Linked DNA regions of Triticum aestivum: region 2 is linked to region 1. The links are chromatin contacts, called in public Hi-C maps. All regions are on one chromosome and are shown on one strand. Each heading gives the region's core, a stretch centred on a gene start, on an enhancer-like site or on the middle of the called end of the contact. The rest is flanking DNA. Distances are from core to core; before and after follow the strand shown.

Region 1 (3,296 bases), core at 275-2,774:
GAGCTCCGCCGGAATGTGACCCCTCGGAGCCGCGTCGAGAGCAGGATATTCGGCCACCTGCCAGGAGGGGCGCCTCGCCGGAGCAGATGGAGGGCGCCGATACGGATCCGCCGGGCGACGGTTGGCCCTGGGCTGCCAGGCCTCCACCGGCGCCGCCCTCGCCGCGGGGGGGGGGGGGGCGACGATTCCCCGCGCACGATGGGGCCGCGCGCCGTACCGACGACATCAGGGACGGGCGGGACGGTGCAAGGGCGCGGCGGAGGGCGAAGAGGAGCCAGAAGATGCCACAAAAAGCGAGACCCGAGAAGCCATGGAGGACGCCGGGTCCGGAGTGGAGGCCGGCGGGTTTGGGTGGGCGTCGGGGCCGGAGTAGCCGCCGGTGCAGGCTCAGGGGAGGGGCTTAGGGGGTTAAGTTAAGTTAAGTTAGTTCTGTTATTACTTCTGCTATTTTTTTTACTACCTCGATGACGAGTAGATTGGATGTTTTAAAAAACAAATATCATAAGATCCGGACACATCTTCGATCTGAGCATACAAATACAAATCATACTATACACATTATGGGGAAAAAGGCCGAGACACGTCATATATGACACATGCTTGTACAGCCAATGACCAAAAAATCAAACCATGTTCTGTTCTTGCCGGTGGTGCGTCACCGTTGGATGGACGGGCCTACCATGCACATGACGATCTGGTCGCTACAGCTTTATACGTGGCACAAGTCTGGAGGACCGAGCTTCAAAGGTTTATTTATGTTAATTTCCCATCTTGGCTTCAGCTCTCTAGATCTGGGCAGCCTTCCTCGCGCCAAAGAAAGACTCGCTGTCCACGCAGTGCACCGTGGGTAGTAGGAGTAGATGAGAGGCCTTGCCCATGTGCAACAATCAAAATCTGCACAATTTCGGGGGCCACAGTCAGAACTCTCTAGCCTGTACACGTACCCGTCTAGCCTAGCCATCGCAGCTCAGTCTCCACCCCTACACGCCTAGCAACGATTTTGAAGCGGACAGGGTCAAATGGTTGTATGGCCGACGTACGGTTCACGTGCATGCAGGCACGCGTTCACGCGCCACGACATGCATGTCGATCGGTCGCCATGAAACTAACGAAACAAAATACGAGGCCCTGAACAGCCTGCCGGTCATTTCATATGTGTGATGCGTCCATGGAGTAATGGATGGAGGCGATCGGTGCGCGTCCTCCCTGCTAAACGTGCGAGGACAACACTTGCACATGCCCAGATAGCTAGAGTGCGTACGTAGTCCGCCGACGTGGTGCGCGAGTCGAGTACTCGTTTCAGTGGCCGCAGCTTTCTCTCCAGACGATGGATCGATGCATGGCGTACCGCGAGGATGGATGGTGATAGACGGCATCGGTCACTGCTCACGCGTAAAATCGTGCGCCGGAGTTGGGAGGAAACCTCCGGCGATGTGATGCGATAGTAATCAAGACTGGGATGGACGAGTTTAACTAGGACTCTAGAGACAGATCTTGTAATGGTCCCTTTGTTCGTGTTTGGTGTGACGACTCGAGAGTCGAGAGGGAAGGTTGACGCTATGGATTTAGGAGACTAGTAAATGGCACGTGCCATGCACGTGTAAAATTTAAGAATTATTGTGAAATGCCGTAAGTTGGGAGAGACAACGGCTTATGCGCTTATGCGCTTATATGCTTATTTTTCTAATTTGTTAAATTGCTTATGCGCTTATACCAAGGCTGCACAATTAAATGTTTTTATCTGTCTCTTGACTGGTACTCTAGTTGCTATAGCTGCTAGTACTCCGGCGCTGCATGCATTATGCACGGGAGCATGCCTGAAATTTCTGGATAGAAATTGTGGAATCGCGCACAGCTTTGCGAGCTGCTAGTAGTAGAGTACTACTCTACTGCTGCGTTACGGGAGCTTCCCAGAAATTTCTAGAATTGTGCGGGCAGCCTACAAACTTTGTCCGCCAGTGCCAAGCTGGCAGCACATCCATGTCGCGAATCCCTGCAACGTTGGCCGTCAGATTGGCATATCCAATGGTGTATGCTTAGCCACGTAGTCCTCTAATATTAGCAAATAGATATGAACCGTCCGATTGGAATGATCTAATGGTCTATATGACTTGATATTCGTACACTATATAGGAGTATAGATAAAAAGTGATGGGTCCAGAAAAGTGATGGATTGATTTGATTCGACATATTTTGTTTTCGAGGCAATTTTATATTATCAAAGGGTAGTCTGCGGTGCTGATAATACGTGTTGTTTGGTTTCGTATGTTTTTTGGTTTCACATTAATTTTAGAGAGTGTCAGTCTCTAGACAATACCTGGCCATCCGGGCCGGACCTACGAAAGCCCGACGCAGAAAACATAGGCCTGAGCCCAGCCCAGTCTGGCCGCCGGGCCTAAAAAATAAGCCCGAGCCTGTCCCATCAATCAAAAGGCTCATTGGGCCTCAGGCCAGGCCTCTTTCTTATAAATTGCAAATACGATGGGTCCAAGTCTGGCCCGGTTCGGCCATCGGGCTGAAAATCTAGGCCCAAACCTGACCCGTGGGTAAGGTCGGGTCGGGCCGTCCGGGCCGAGCTGCCCATGGCAGGGTATACTATAGACAGGAGAACCACCTTAATTTTATGCAGAGTACTCCCTTCGTTTTTATTTACTCTGCATATTAGAGTTGACTGAAGTCAAACTTCATAAAGTTTGATCAAGTTTATAGAAAACAATATAAACATTTATCATAATAAATCTATACAATGTGAAAGTACATTCAATAATAAATCTAATGTTGTTGATTTGTTATTGTATATTTTAATATTTTTATTTATAAACTTGATCAAAGTTTGTAAAGCTTGACTTTGACCAAAACTAATATGCAAACTAAATAAAAACGGACGGAGTATCATATTAGTTGTGAAAAATATCATTGAGTATCGGACAAAACGATTACGTTGTTTATGAAGATCATTATACTTTGGACGGAAGAATCGGTTGTTATGGAAATTACCAACTAAAGAATCACTGGAATATGTATGTTCCATCTCTGTTGCAAAAGAAAAAAAAATGCTCTGTTGTACCGCATAAACAATTAGCTAGTAGGTGTAATTTCATAGTACGATAATATGACTGCGGAACTGTTTTTTTTTTTTTGCGGAAAATGACTGCAGAACAGTTGCTTTCCATATTGTTGAATGCTTCTGCATGATGATCTTCTTTAATTAACAGCAGTACAAATATATACTAAAATAATGGTATGAATCCCATAAACTCACGCGCTCACAGACCTACCCACCAGGCACCAGCAGT
Region 2 (3,296 bases), core at 209-2,708, 570 kb before region 1:
GTACGCCAGCATGTGCGTTTCGTCAACAGTTTGACGCAAAGAGCGTCAAATATAATTTTCCGTCTTAGGGTGGCCATTTCATGTTTAATGCTTCATGCCTTGCTTAATGCTTTATTCGTTTTTAGGGGCTTAACACTTTGTTAGTAAGCAGCCACCGCGTCGCTAGTCCTATACGGGCCGACCTATGTAGATTTATCGCTAGTCCTATAGCTTTCCAGTGATTTTTTGGGTGATTTTGCAGGATGTTTTTTGTTAGATTTTCCTTTTGTGTTTCTTTTTAAAATTTTGGAAACTTTTAAATTTCTGAAATTTTTAAAAATTCACAAGAAATGAATTAATTTTTACAATTCATGTCTATTTAATATTCAACCTTTTGAACTTTTTTGCATGCAATGTTTTTTTTTCAAAGCCTTGGTTATTTGAACAATTCATGAACTTTTTGAGTCCACAAATAAATTTCCAAGTCCATGAACATTTTCCAAAGTGATGAACATTTTTTAACTCGTAAACTAATTTGTGAATATTTTTTTTAATTCTATGAACTTTCCACGAAAAGTCAACAGCCTTGTTCAAATGGTCAATGGTCACGGTCGACGATTTTGGTCATCTGTTGCATCGAGAGAAAAAAGGCGCAACCATTGAGCATAGGCTGAGTTGCGGCCCATGAGCAGGCGGCATGTGAATGCTCTTGTTCTCCGACCGCCACTGTGAAAGAGGTCTCCTTAAGTACCGAATAGGAATTGGTGCCGAAGATGGCTCTAAAATATGAGATAAAATATTTTGAGAAAACAAACCAAGAAAAAAAAAGCAAAAAACTCCCATATTGTGATCAGTGTTGCACATGCAGTGCGCTACTTGTCATCACCAAAGAAGGTTAGAGTGATCTTTGCAATGGATGAATATACCTAGTAGTGATTTCGTTTGAAATATTTTATCGTGGATGACCTTGTAACTTGATTAACTGGGCTGTCTTGTTAGGCCTCGCCACATGCGTGCTGAAGAAACAATGGACCTCGGGCCAGCTACGTCGTAGCCCCATTAACCGTTGGAGCTTTATTGGTACATGACTGACGTACAACATGGCACTGAATGCACAGGAGCACAACCAAGCGACATATACCGAATCAGATCATGTCAAGCTTCGTTTGGTTTAAGAGGGCTGCACGTGAGGAGGAGAAATGGAAAGAGTTCTTTGCCTTCTTCGTGCATGCGGCAACGGTATGGTATTCTAATCTGAACTGATCATGATTCTTACGCATCTGGTCCAAACTTGCGTGATCTAGAATCAACTTACCCAAGACGCCCACCAGAGCAAAGTGAACTGCACCAAAAGACCTGCCTTTCTACTCCCTTCGTTTTTAAATATAAGTCTTTTTTAAAAATTTCAATATAAACTACTCCCTCCGTCCGGAAAAAGTTGCCACCGTGTATATTTTCCAGAAAACACACCCAGCTTCCCACGACACAACCCGCACTCCACACCGCCCACTCTTCCCCTCGCTACCCCATTCTTTTACTGCTTGCTCGCCGGCGACGCCATGACGCCGCGCCGCCTCGATCCCTTCCTCCCCCCCGCCCCACGTCGCCTTGCCCCTCCCTCTCCACCTCCGCCCACGCCGGTGCCACATTCTTCCCCCATGCCTCGTTTGAAGCTTGGAATTTTGCCCGAAGGTTGGATTTTTGCGCGGCGGCCTAGCCAGGCGTCCAACCCCGAGGACCACTGGCCATGGCGGCCGCCGTCCATGTCTACCTCCTCTGTCAGCCTCTTCCTCGAGTACCCCCTCCTCTGTCTGCCGCCTCGTCAACCCGGTCTCTTTTCCTCGCCATGGCGCTCCCCCCTCCCGCCTTCCCGTCTCCGCTCCTCCCTCCCCGTCGGCACCTGCCAACTACCCGGCGACCCCTGCTGGCCCCCTCGTCCGACCACCTGCTCGCCGTCAACCATGAAGCCCGCCCCCTCCATGGACGTCGTCGCCCAAGCACTGGGAAGCACGGGTGCTCAAGGTGGAGGAGCTCACCGTCGAGCTCGCCGGAGCACTACGCGCTCAAGGCGTCCACAACACCTCCACGTGCTCAAGTACAGAGCTCGCCGGAGCTTCAGATCCAGAGTAATCTCAAGTTCATGCTATAGTTCTGAGCTGAAGTTCATTTTGTACTGATAGATGTTGAATACAGTAGACAATTAGCAAATGTTGAAGACAGTAGACAGATTTGGACTGAATTTTGCTCAATGAATATGGAAAATTATGGTGCACCAGAGCAGGGAAAATTTAGCTACTGCCTAAGCTTTTGTGTAATCTTGGTCAATGTTGAAGACAGTAGACAGATTTGGACTGATTTTTTCTTTAGTAATCTTGGTCAATGTCAAAACTGTGAAAACTGAAAACAAATTTAGACTGTCATACTGAATTTTTGCTGCTGTCAAAATCTAGAGACAGTTTACATAGTGGTTAACTAAATTTTTGCTGGTGTCAAAATCTAAAGACAGTGTTAGTTACAGTCGTGGTTAACTGAATTTTTGCTGTTGTCAAAAGTTAGTGCAAATTCACAGTACTTATGGAGGATCTTAATTTCCTTGTTCAACTTCATGCATTTCCTAAAAACACGAGGTCTTTTAAACTTAGGTTTGGGGATAAGTGATTGTCTGATAATGAGCAAGGAATATACGTCTTTCTGCTAAAGAGGATCTATTAAACTCATAATTCATAAGGATATTGTACTGAATTTAAACTTCATGCATTTAAATAAACTAAATTTAAACAGAAGATGAATTTAAACAAAAGATGAATTTGATATTATGTTGGAGTACCTTGCTGCATAGTAGAAATACAATACTGTACTCCTTAAGGTTTATTAGCATCAGATTAAAAGAATACAGTACTGTACTCTTTAAGGTTTATTAGCATCAGATTAAAAGAATACAATACTGTACCCCTTAAGGTTTATTAGCATCTGATGTGATCAAGCTTTCGCAGGAACAGAGGCGGAGTACCAGAGGCGTCGCGTGTCGGGGTCGGGGTGGGAAAAAAAGAAGGTTCATTCTAGTTTCTATAACAGGTTATGCTAGTGAATTCAAACTATGCTTTGTTTGATTCAGATTATGCTAGTGAATTCAGTTACTTCACCTCACATTCACTTCACCAAACAGCGAGAGGAGGGTGCCCAATGGCCCTGATCCTATCCACAACAGGTACTTCACCTCACCTTTTCTCTCTTGGTTGCATTGCAAGATTGGCTCTGAATTTTTGGAGCCGGCTCCTTTCTATTGTTTCTTCCCTCTTTCTGTTCATGCAACTTCA

Evidence for each region. A called contact is a pair of places that touch in the nucleus more often than the background predicts.
Region 2: a Hi-C map of leaf shows a contact between it and region 1, with 4 times the contacts expected there. The contact joins the promoter of LOC123137686 here to the enhancer-like site in region 1. A contact is called at or near these places in 2 of 5 Hi-C or Micro-C datasets (both in leaf).

Annotation. Positions count from the first base shown.
Region 1 is chr6B:505,516,454-505,519,749 of IWGSC CS RefSeq v2.1, reverse strand. No RefSeq gene overlaps it. Among protein-coding and RNA genes, the nearest start is that of LOC123139322, 25 kb to the right of the region's middle. Within about 2 kb of position 1,524, at least 2 of the 8 cell types and tissues checked have an H3K27ac peak or open chromatin away from gene starts, as enhancers often do. A contact at or near this core is called in leaf, where this site is marked.
Region 2 is chr6B:506,081,411-506,084,706 of IWGSC CS RefSeq v2.1, reverse strand. LOC123137686 reads left to right here and starts at 1,458. Exons shown (of 7, transcript XM_044557514.1): 1 at 1,458-2,105; 2 at 2,973-3,015; 3 at 3,095-3,187. The coding sequence starts at 1,539.